Linked DNA regions of Mus musculus: all the other regions are linked to region 2. Evidence: chromatin contacts called from public HiChIP or PLAC-seq data. All regions are on one chromosome and are shown on one strand. The core of a region is the stretch at or near the end of the contact, and the rest is flanking DNA. Distances in the headings are between cores, read along the strand shown.

Region 1 (3,474 bases), core at 565-3,064, 180 kb after region 2:
AGACATGAGATACGCTGAGGTACGGTGACAGAGCCAGATACTCTGAGGTACGGTGACAGAGCCATGCTTGTCTTTCTCTGCATTAGTTCTTTGGGGATTCTCTGGAGTATCTCTCAGTCTTCACAAACTATATGGTGTAATCCTTAACTAGCATATCAGGTCTATGAGGAACAATAAAATGCAGACATCCCTCCTTCTTCTGCCCTCCTCTCCCATCTCCCCTCCTCTCCCACCCTCTCTGCTACCCCAGCCCCCTACTACCTCACATCATGCACTGTACCATGTCTTATACCATCCCACATCCTCCACTCACTGACCCCTCTACTGTCACAGCTCCCTGTTAGACGATCTCTCCTAGCCTCCCATGTCACCCACTGTCTACTTCCAGCTAGTCTCTCCCCACACCCCCATTTCACAGATGAGAAACTACGGCTCAGGAAAGGTAGCCAAGTTTATCCAAATTTAAGCGTTGAGGCTAGAAATCTAACCTGTGCTAAGCCCAAACTGGAGCCAGTTCACTTGTGCCAAAGTAATAGAAAAATGTGGGCAGATGACTGGACAGGAGCAGCAGCAACAGCAACAGCAGCAGCAGCAGTAGCAGGCAAACCTCCTGAGTTTAAAGCAGAATGTGGTGGCGTGGTCCTGTAAGCTCAGCCTTGGGAGGAAGAGGCAAGAGAATCAGGATGCAAGAGTCGTCTGTCCATAAGTCCAGGCCACTGTGGGCTATGTGAGATGCTGGGGAGGGAGAGAGAGAGAGAGGGAAGAAAGGGGGGGATACAGGAAGGGAGGGAAGGAAAGAGGGAGAGACAGAGAGAGGGAGACAGAGAAAGAAAGCAGAGAGCAGGAAGGAAAAGGGAAAGAAAATGGAAAGGGAAGCCACCACCCAGCTCTGGGTTATCTTGGGCTACAGAGCAGTCTCCATCTCAGACAGAAGGAAAAAAGTACAAGAAAAACAGTTAAGTGAAGCAAACCCATCTACAGGAGAGTCGGTTTCACCTGTACGGGTCATTTACTTTTAAAGTTTATTTTGTGCCCTGAACAAATCACTCCACTTTCTAATTTTTCCTTATCTTGTTTTTAGCTCCTTTTAAAACATCATCATTAGTTTTTTCATAATAATAATAACAACATCATAGTTATTATTATTATCACTATCATCATTATTATTATTTAATACAGTTTCACTACATAGCCTTGGCCACCCTGAAACTTACTATGCAGATCTGTAGATCAGGATGGCCTCAAACTCACAGAGATCTGCCCACCTGCGCCAAGTTTTCCTTACATGTTTCAGGCTAACCTGGAACTGATCACTGTATAGCCCAGGCTATCCTCAAACTCACAGCAATTCTCATATCTCATCCTCTCTGATTCTGGGATGGCAGGCAAGCACCACCATGGCCTGATTTCTTCTTTTTCCTTTCTCTGTAGTAACTCTGCTACTGTAGGGGTCTCTCAACCTTCAACATCACACCAGATAACACAGCAATCAGGTGCCTCATATAAAGGTAGAATGATGTTTTTCTTCTCCAGTGACAGCACCACATGGCTTCCCCGCTCAGAGGATACTGCTCTGCTGAGCTTCCCCACGCTCCATCTGACCTTTGTATCTTCTTGTGTGGTTTATGGATCTTTTTGGCTAATACCTTCTCTGGAGAATAAATGCATGTAGCATCCATATGCACTGGGGTGTATGTGGTGGGTGGGGAGTGTAACGCCCACACATACTGCCTGCAGGGTGTAGACCTGTGAAACGTATCTCATTCTCAGATCCACCCAGGTTACCTGATTGCTCATAAAGCCCTGATACCAGAGCAGGAGAAACCCACAGCCGTCCGCCTCTGAGACTTTTGTGGTTTGAGCTGAGTTGAGCTCAGTGTCTCCTTTGAGTCTCGTAAGAAACATCTTATAAACTTTTAAATTATGCTCCAGGGAGCCCAGCACAGGCGGGGGCTGCTAGAGAGCTGCTCAGATTTGCGAAGCCTGAGGGGTACAGAGGATGGGGCCCTTTCTGATAACCAGTAGTGGCTAAAGCCAGGAATAGAAGTTGAGTCAGAAAACAAGCTCTGAGTTCTCTCTCTGGCCTTGGGTGGAGATGAGATTTGCTAAAGTGCAGAAAAGATTATAAGACTCCTAATAGGATAAAAACTTCCAGGTAAAAAACCAGCTATACCACTATTCCTGCTTAAAGATATAGATGGGCCTGTCAATCACCTGTTCGGAAAGATCTCTCTCAGGAAGTTTTCTGTCTGAGAGACTTTAAGAGATAATACATTGCCAACCTATCACAATGTAGGTTTGCTCAATGATCTCTTGGGTTCCTGGCCACTCTTCCCTTTGAGTGGGCTTCTCCCTGCCTGCTGGCTGCTCTCATCCCTTCACGCTAATCCACCTTACTCTATGATACACCCTATCTTCTGCATTAATCTCCATGTCTCCTTTGAATTCTTCCTGTGGAGCTCATGGAGTAGAGGGGGGGCAGAGTGGGAGGTCTTAAGGAGGATTCCAGTAAAAGGCAGCGGTGTTTTCAGATATTAGGGTTCATGGGAACCACCTATGAGAGAAAGTTCCTAGAAAGCATGGCAGCATGGCCTTCTAGAATCTTCTAGAGAGCTGATTAACTGATCGGAACATCGATGACCCTGGAGAGGTTTAAAAGTTGAAAGTCCAGAGCTTTATGACAATTTATCATGGGCTATCTCTAGCTATCTCAACAGCCACTCCCTGCCCATCTCTATTTCTGACCTAGCATTCTCTTTTGGAATGTGTGGACTGACCACCAGTTTCTTTTCACCAACCCCAGGCTGAGGGCATCATCGGATAGAGTCTGAGGCCTACGGTAGGAATTCCTCCACGTTACTGTCATTGCCAACCTGATGCCGCCACTGATGTATGTGAGCTGTAAAGTGTTTAAGACAGCACAAAGAACGAGAAAGCCTTTTCCTCCTGGAACATCCGGAGAGTAGGAAGGTCAGCAGCAGAGAGGGTGTTTTCTCTGTCTCTCTGAACAAGCAGACATTCATCACAGCATCTGGCTTCTGAGTCTTCATTTGGTAAATCAAACATTTGGTATTTCGGTTTTTAAAAAATCCCACCCCACCCCCCTTTTCTCTGCCCTCATGGCTCTCCTCCTGTCTGTCTGCCTGTCTACATGTCCACACGACTGCCACCACCCCTTCCTATGTCCTCACTCCTTTCCCTTCCCCCAATAAACCTCTTTCACACCAGGTCTTTTGCATGGCATAATTACTTATGGGCACACCTTGGCATGGGCCTGCCATGGTACCCCCTTACCACATTATATTTTATAACATTGATGCCTCAGGAAGGCTGGTTCACCTTAAGCCATGATGAAGAGATTGGAGGAATACTTATCACTTAATGAGATAGTTTATTTTTACTTCCTGGAAAGCTTTCCCTCTGTGCAGTGATTTGCAAAATTGCTGCTATGCAGTTAAATTAAGACTGCCTCCT
Region 2 (3,585 bases), core at 707-3,206:
CCATAATTTATTTCCAAATATGTCAACATATTTATCTGTTATGTATAGGGTAGCTTTAATATATATTCCTAGTAAGGAGGCTGCCCCAGTCTCAAAATATATTCCAATGATTAGCTGCTGCCATTCTATCAACAGTTACCATTCAGAGACCACTGCTATATGGCTGCCTTTATCTATCTATCTGTCTGTCTGTCTGTCTATCTATCTCTCTATCTATCTATCTATCTATCTATCTATCTATCTATCTATCTTTATGTGTATGTGCATGCATCTGTTTGAAGTCTTGGGCACAGGAGCCTATGTGCCTACAGGGGCCCAAAAAGAGCCTAGATCCCCTGTCACTGGAGTCACAGGAAGTTTTAAGTGCCAAACATGGGTGCTGGGAAGCAAGCTCTGATCCTCTGAAGGAGCTGCAAGCACTCTTAATTTCTGAGATATCATCTCCAGCCCCATCACCCCCCCCCTTTTTTTTTCTTTCAACAACAGAACTTTGGCCTTATGATAATGTGAGCACAGCTGAGAGTTCTTTCTGTCTTTGGACTGAGAGCCCTCACAGAGTGCAGGAGGACATTTGGAAGTACACCCTATGGAATTTCAAAGGACTTCTCTGGGTTTCTGTTTAACAGCCCCACCGCAAAGTCATCCTGTCCTTCTATGTAGCCTGAATGGTTTCGGTGACCAGAATGTCGCCCTAAAAAAAAAAATCACTGTGGAAGACCAGAATATGCCACAGCAGACACATCTCTTCAGCATTTGGACTATGTTGAAATGATCCTTTGGAAAACATAGGACTGGGAGGGGAGAGAGGAAGGAAGATCAGGGTGGGAGAGAGCGAGGGGTGGAAATGATGTAAAGAGTGATCATGTGAGAAATTCTCAAAAAAATATAATAAAATAAAAGCGAGATGCCTGCTTAATTAGAGTAGGAAGATGATTAACAAGCTATTTTTAAGTGCCGCGAGTATCAGGAGATATACCAGAATAGATTATGCCATGCGCAACTGATTGGCAGGCCTTGAAATGTGTGCAAGTTCCCAATCTTGTCTTGATCAGCAGTCTTTGCAAAGCAGGCCTGAAAGGCATGGCCCCCAACCCATAAAGTATGAAGCCATAATTATTCAAGTGAAAAAAAAAAAAAGGAAACTAATTAGAAGCGTGATAAGCAGTGATTAGGCAGTTACTTCAGGGGAAAATGAAGGAGATGTGCAGATGCCAACCGGGGTAGCTTTCCTGAAAAAGGGATAGACAGGCTGGTTTAGATGAAAAGTTCCCTGTCTGTCACCTAGGGAAGCAAGTGCCTTCAAGACAGGGCCATTAGCATGTCATTTGCACACTGAATTTAAGACAAAAAAATAAAAGGTCACCCCAAAACAGGAAGTCCTTGGAGCAGAACAGGCCTTGCATCTAAAAGTCAGTGAGTTGCAGGAGGCACAGGGTCCTTCCCGAGGGCCCTCGGAAAGCCCACTGCTAATACTCCTGACCTTACAGTAGCCAGAACTCAAATGACCGGGGTGGAACAGAGCCTAGAGGTGGGTCAGAAGACCTTGGCTTCTGTTTTGGCCAAGGCTCTTGGGACTGAGCCCATAGACCTTGTACATTTGGTCTTGTACAATAAGACTTTTGCTTTTTGTGCTCTGGTCAGCTGCTCTCTCCAGCTCTCCAGTGCTAAGGGCATCTTCTCTACTCTGGAGTTTGAGCTAGTGGTCTGGTTTGAGTGTGAATGGCCCCAACGGCTTGCACTTGAGCCCAGGCTGGTGGAGCTAATTTGGAAACCCGTGGGAATTGAAGTGAGTGGAACCTCAAGGAGGAAGTGGGCCATCGAGGGTTCACTTCCGGTTCTGTACCAAGGTTCCGCCTCTGAAGTTTGCTTCCTGATTGTGGACAGTGTTAATCCTACCAGATGATAATAAGTCCAGTAATACAATTTTGAGCCAAATCTGAAGCAAGCTTTAATTAAACATTGGCCAGGGTGATGAACTCTGGCTAATTCCACTCTGGGGTTCCCAGAAAATGGGGACAGGTCACATTCTACAGTAGTTAATAAAGGCAAATCTGTAAGGCTGTTATGTACCCCACCAGGTCCAATCATTGGCGAACATATGTCCTGATGTAATTCCTGGCTGTGTACCGCCTGCCTACATCCAATGAGAGTCAAATGTACTTCCTGACGTATTTCCTACCCACATACCTCCCACCTACATGTCATCGACCACAACCTGTGTACCTGGGCAAAAAAGTTGTTTAGAGGAGCAAAACAATAGCTGCCTGCTATATTTCAGGAAGTATCTGTCCTTGGGCAAGGTTGGAGACATATTCTGTTTTGTGGATCTCGTATGCACAGTAATTAAATCTTAAAACATAACTTAGCTCTCATAGACACTGTGTGACCAGCGGCCTCCGGTTCGTGCTGCCAAGTCTTCTGAACCACAATGGATTGCGTCACCTTCAACTGTAAACGCAAAGAAACTTCTCTGCCCCCCCCCCCTCCCGCTTGTCAGAGCGAGCAACCAGAAATGTAGCATAACCATTGAGTCAGACCATTGAGCTCTCCAGGGCTTTGTGTTGCTTCCCTAGCGCGTGCGCGCACGCACGCACGCACGCACGTACCAGCCAGCTTGCAAAGGAAAACTGGCAGCCCATCCTTACCTGAGTATCATCCACAGAACAGAGCATGCCCATGCACACATGTGCAGGGAGTAGGATGGGGGATGGCGAGGAGCCCCGGAAATACAAGCAGGAGAGGTAAGGACTATGAAACCCCTCTAAAGGGCTGTGCACCAAGTGGTCAGATTTTTTTTTGGAGCTCTTTTCTCAGGGCTTGTTAGGCCACTTCCATTCCTGCGTTTAATAAGCTGTCTTTTTTTTTTTTTTTTTTTTTTTTTTTGGTTTTCGAGACAGGATTTCTCTGTGTAGCCCTGGCTGTCCTGGAACTCACTCTGTAGACCAGGCTAGCCTGGAACTCAGAAATCTGCCTGCCTCTGCCTCCCAAGTGCTGGGATTAAAGGCGTGTGCCACCACCGCCCAGCGGCTGTGTCTATTTTTAGACAAGAATTGGCAGCCCGGTGAACTCATCTCCTGTGATCGTTATAAATAAGTGTGTTCATCTCCCAATGACTTACAAAAATCAGTGTTTTACTCATCAGCCATTCAAGAAACAACACTTGTGAAAGTCCAGGCTTCAAGTTCTACTCTCTTTCTAATATCTTTTGAGATAAGCGCATATCTGCTAAAACAAACAAACAAACAAACAAAAATGTTCTAGATGGCTGGCAAATTGTGAAACCATCTCAGGCACACGCACACATCTCACAAGTGAAGAAATGCTACCCTCACCCGGAAGAAGAGTGCCTCTTCCCATTGTTCTCACAGCAAGCATTTCTTCAGACCTTGTCAGGGGAGTGCTGGGTAAATTAAGTGGAGAAAAAAGAACATTCTGGCTCTCCTAGAGCAAAACGGGATGGCTATGGGCACAGAGATAGAAAGACATGTACATGGACTACCGGGCATTTCCTCATGTATGTCGCCTCCCGATGTAGTCCCATCGCGCTGGCCAGTTTTCATCAGGAGACAAGAAGAAATACAGAAA
Region 3 (3,222 bases), core at 624-3,123, 210 kb after region 2:
GATACTTCCTATGACATAAGCTATCTTTTGTTTCAAAAATCTCACACTTTGGAACTTCCTTTAGTAGAGCCCATGAGTGGTGTGTGTGTGTAAAGCCAAAGTGTCTTTGTCTTAGTGAGTTTCATTATGGCAGTTACCACTAATGGTATTGGTGAAGTTGCGTGAATGAAATAACATGGTGAGGATGCTCAGGGAGTCAGTAAGAAACCACAGGCTCGCCTTCTTCAGGGGCAAGGGTATAACATCCATGGCTGCCATTTTGGCATAAAAATACCTCTTCCTGCATTAGAAATCTCTCATGGAGGCACGGACTTCATTTCCAGTAGAACAAGCACCAGCGAACGATGGTTTCGCACAAGCAGCCAGGCAGAAATCTGTGTTCCTGTAGTTGGCTCTGGAGAAGTTTTCAAGCTGGCTATCTCATGAACACCTTGGAGCAGACTGGTCACATGACCCAAATCCCAAAAGTCGTTGGATGGAGGTCTGTGGAGAGACTCTCAAATGCACCACAGTGGCAGAACTGGTGGTGTTTGTAAGGGAAGAAATCCAGAGCGTGAGTCTCTTATGGGTGTGTGCTCTATGCGGACACTACCTAGGAATGCTACTCCATCCTCCGGCCTGTGGCTGCGCTTGTTAGACGGAATCAGGGAGGGGTGGGAAAGGAGGAGACAAAAAATAAGATAGGAGAGAGAGAGTGAGAAGAGTGGCGGAGAAAATGAGAATGAAGATCAGACAGGAGAGCGAAAGAGTGAGAGGGAGAGCGAGAGAGAGAGAGAGAGAGAGAGAGAGAGAGAGAGAGAGCAAGCTAGCTAGCTTTTGTTCTTAAATTGAAGGCACCTCACCCAGCCAGGGGCCTCTTGAGAAACAAGAACTTTCTTGAAGAGCAGTTAGCACCAGCAGGAAGGAAAAGTTCCACCAGGGAGCTGCTTGGAGGGAAGGGGGGCTGGGCGGGGGCCAACTGAGCCACTTGCCTTCCTTTTAGATGAATATCACCTCTGCTTTCACTCCTAAGGCTTCCTGGAATGCCTGCGAATGTTTTTCCAGTCTTCGAAGGATCACCCATGCCTGAATCTTCCTAGCTCCTGTCTGCTGGCCGAAGTTGCCATCCATTTATCCTGGAATGACTTTTTTAAGGGTGAAAAATTGAAGGATTGCAGGATGATGGCTCCCTGCTGGCCAACTGGTCTGACTAAGCGTTCTGGCCTATTTGTAGAGTATCTGTGCTCAGCTTCAAGAATATATTCATGCTCTAGTCTGGTGAAAAATAGTCCTACCCCAGGAAGCTTTGAAGGATAGGATGTAAGCTTTGGGGATACATTTTAGGTGCCATCCAGGAGGTATCATGGTGGAGAAAGGCAGGCCAGTTTAGAAGGAGCCCTGGGTTTGAACCTCAACTTGATACACTGAGACGCACTTGCAGAGGGATCCAAACTGAAGGCTTTTCTAGTGATGTGTTTGCTCTCCCTGAAACCCACTCTCCTCTGTGTGTGTGTGTGTGTGTGTGTGTGAGTCAGAGGCCTCTATGCCTTCCTTAATCATTCTCTACCTTTTCTTTTTTTTAATGTTTATGTTTAGCCAGCTTATGTGTCTGTACAGCACATGAGTTTCTGGTACCCTCGAAGGCCAGAAGAAGGTTTCGGATCCTCTAGAACCGAAGTTATGGATGGCTGTGAGCCATCTTGGGTGGGTGCTAAAAACTAAACCCAGGTGCTCTGTAAGAGCAGTAAGTACTTTAAGCCATGAGACATCCTTCCATCTGCCCCATTTAATGTTTTGAGACCGGATCTCTCAATGGGACCTCAGGCCTGCTGCTGGTTCAGCTAGGCTGGCTGGGCCCCATTCCCCCGGAAGTCTCCTCTCTCTGCTTCCCCAGTGCTGAGATCACACACCAGCACTTGTGTGCCAGGCCTTTTATGTGGCTGCTCCAGATCTGAGTGGGTCCTCAATGCTTGAGTGGCAATAACCTTACCTTCTGAGCAATCTCTATAACCCAGTTCCTATACAGATGGATAGAACTGAGCAAGATCCAGTTGTATCAGGAGGGGTAGAGAAATGATAGGGTTGCCCATGATAACGACCTGAGACTCATGGAAAAGCTGACATCACCAAGTCTCCTGGAATGTAACTTCCTTCTGGTCTCTCTCTCTCTCTCTCCTTCTCTCTCACTTGATAGGTGGTGTGGGGGACAAAGGAAACAAGCAGAAAGACGACAGCCGAAGCTTTTCTCACTCTTCCTAGCCTGAGGTGACACACGATGGAGACAAAGATTGTTTGTAAGCCAGAACATGCGATGGCTCTAAGGTCCCATAGGAAGGAGAAGCACCACTGTTGACTGCTGTGCAGCTTCTGGTTTCACTGCAGAATTGTAGACTGTGCACACAGCGGAGGCATCTAAGGAGGCAGGGAGGAGGGCTCAAGTCTAAGGTGTTAGGCAGAGCTTTTTAGCAGGCTGGGATGCTGATGAGGTAGAATTTTAATATCAGGGCATTTCAAAGGAGGGTGCTCTGCAAATATGCAGTTCAGAGGCTAGATAGCTGTGTCTCAGGAGGAGGGCAAAAATCCGAAACAGGGCAGGCCTCAACAGAACAGAAACTTGAATCCTGCCCGTTCCAGAGTGCATTAAGGTGGCCTGCTCCTAACCTCTTCCTCTCCAGGAAAGGATGCAATCTCTAAAGACAGTGCAGTCACTCCGGCTGGGTCTTACTTGGCTGAGTTCCTAACATTGGCGCTGAAGAAAGATTGACATATTTTGAGACTGACACTGCAGGTCAAACTCTTTCATGCTCATTGATAGAAAAGCCTTTGACAATCCCTTTTCCAATAACACCCAACAATGATCTGAAAGCACCACATGCAAGTGGGCGAGATTTCAGAAACGTCAGGTGGTTCATCGTTAAGAACACTAATCAACAAGGCCGGGTGTGGTGGCGCACACCTTTAATCACAGTACTCGGGAGGCAGAGGCAGGCGGATTTCTGAGTTTGAGGCCAACCTGGTCTACAAAGTGAGTTCCAGGACAGCCAGGGCTATACAGAGAAACCCTGTCTCGAAAAAAACAAAAACAAAAAAGTATTTTTAAAAATCAAGAAGAAATTGTAATTATCTTCATAAATGCAGATGTTTGATAAAGTCAAAATATTCACAGTTTGAAGAACATTTTAACCTATTTCAGTAAAAAATTACCTCTCTAGATTAAAAAAAAAGAATTAATAGAAAATATCA

The links. HiChIP or PLAC-seq counts read pairs in DNA pulled down with a chosen protein or histone mark.
Region 1: a CTCF HiChIP or PLAC-seq map of CD8 T cells shows a contact between it and region 2, with 7 read pairs. The contact joins two enhancer-like sites. A contact is called at or near these places in 2 of 15 datasets of contacts at CTCF or cohesin (CD8 T cells and large pre-B cells), 4 of 484 Hi-C or Micro-C datasets (the C10 cell line, bone marrow-derived macrophages, embryonic stem cells and 1 more), 3 of 115 datasets of contacts at active chromatin or transcription factors (CD8 T cells, bone marrow-derived macrophages and fibro-adipogenic progenitors) and 1 of 9 other capture datasets (embryonic stem cells).
Region 3: a BATF HiChIP or PLAC-seq map of CD8 T cells shows a contact between it and region 2, with 5 read pairs. The contact joins two enhancer-like sites. A contact is called at or near these places in 1 of 15 datasets of contacts at CTCF or cohesin (large pre-B cells), 5 of 484 Hi-C or Micro-C datasets (CD8 T cells, Th1 cells, bone marrow-derived macrophages and 2 more) and 3 of 115 datasets of contacts at active chromatin or transcription factors (CD8 T cells, bone marrow-derived macrophages and cardiomyocytes).

What each region holds. Positions count from the first base shown.
Region 1 is chr9:116,262,212-116,265,685 of GRCm38.p6, forward strand. No RefSeq gene overlaps it. Among named protein-coding and RNA genes, the nearest start is that of D730003K21Rik, 63 kb to the right of the region's middle. Within about 2 kb of position 1,815, at least 18 of the 459 cell types and tissues checked have an H3K27ac peak or open chromatin away from gene starts, as enhancers often do. A contact at or near this core is called in CD8 T cells, where this site is marked.
Region 2 is chr9:116,082,370-116,085,954 of GRCm38.p6, forward strand. No RefSeq gene overlaps it. Among named protein-coding and RNA genes, the nearest start is that of Gm31014, 30 kb to the left of the region's middle. Within about 2 kb of position 1,957, at least 88 of the 459 cell types and tissues checked have an H3K27ac peak or open chromatin away from gene starts, as enhancers often do. A contact at or near this core is called in CD8 T cells, where this site is marked.
Region 3 is chr9:116,292,383-116,295,604 of GRCm38.p6, forward strand. No RefSeq gene overlaps it. Among named protein-coding and RNA genes, the nearest start is that of D730003K21Rik, 33 kb to the right of the region's middle. Within about 2 kb of position 1,874, at least 48 of the 459 cell types and tissues checked have an H3K27ac peak or open chromatin away from gene starts, as enhancers often do. A contact at or near this core is called in CD8 T cells, where this site is marked.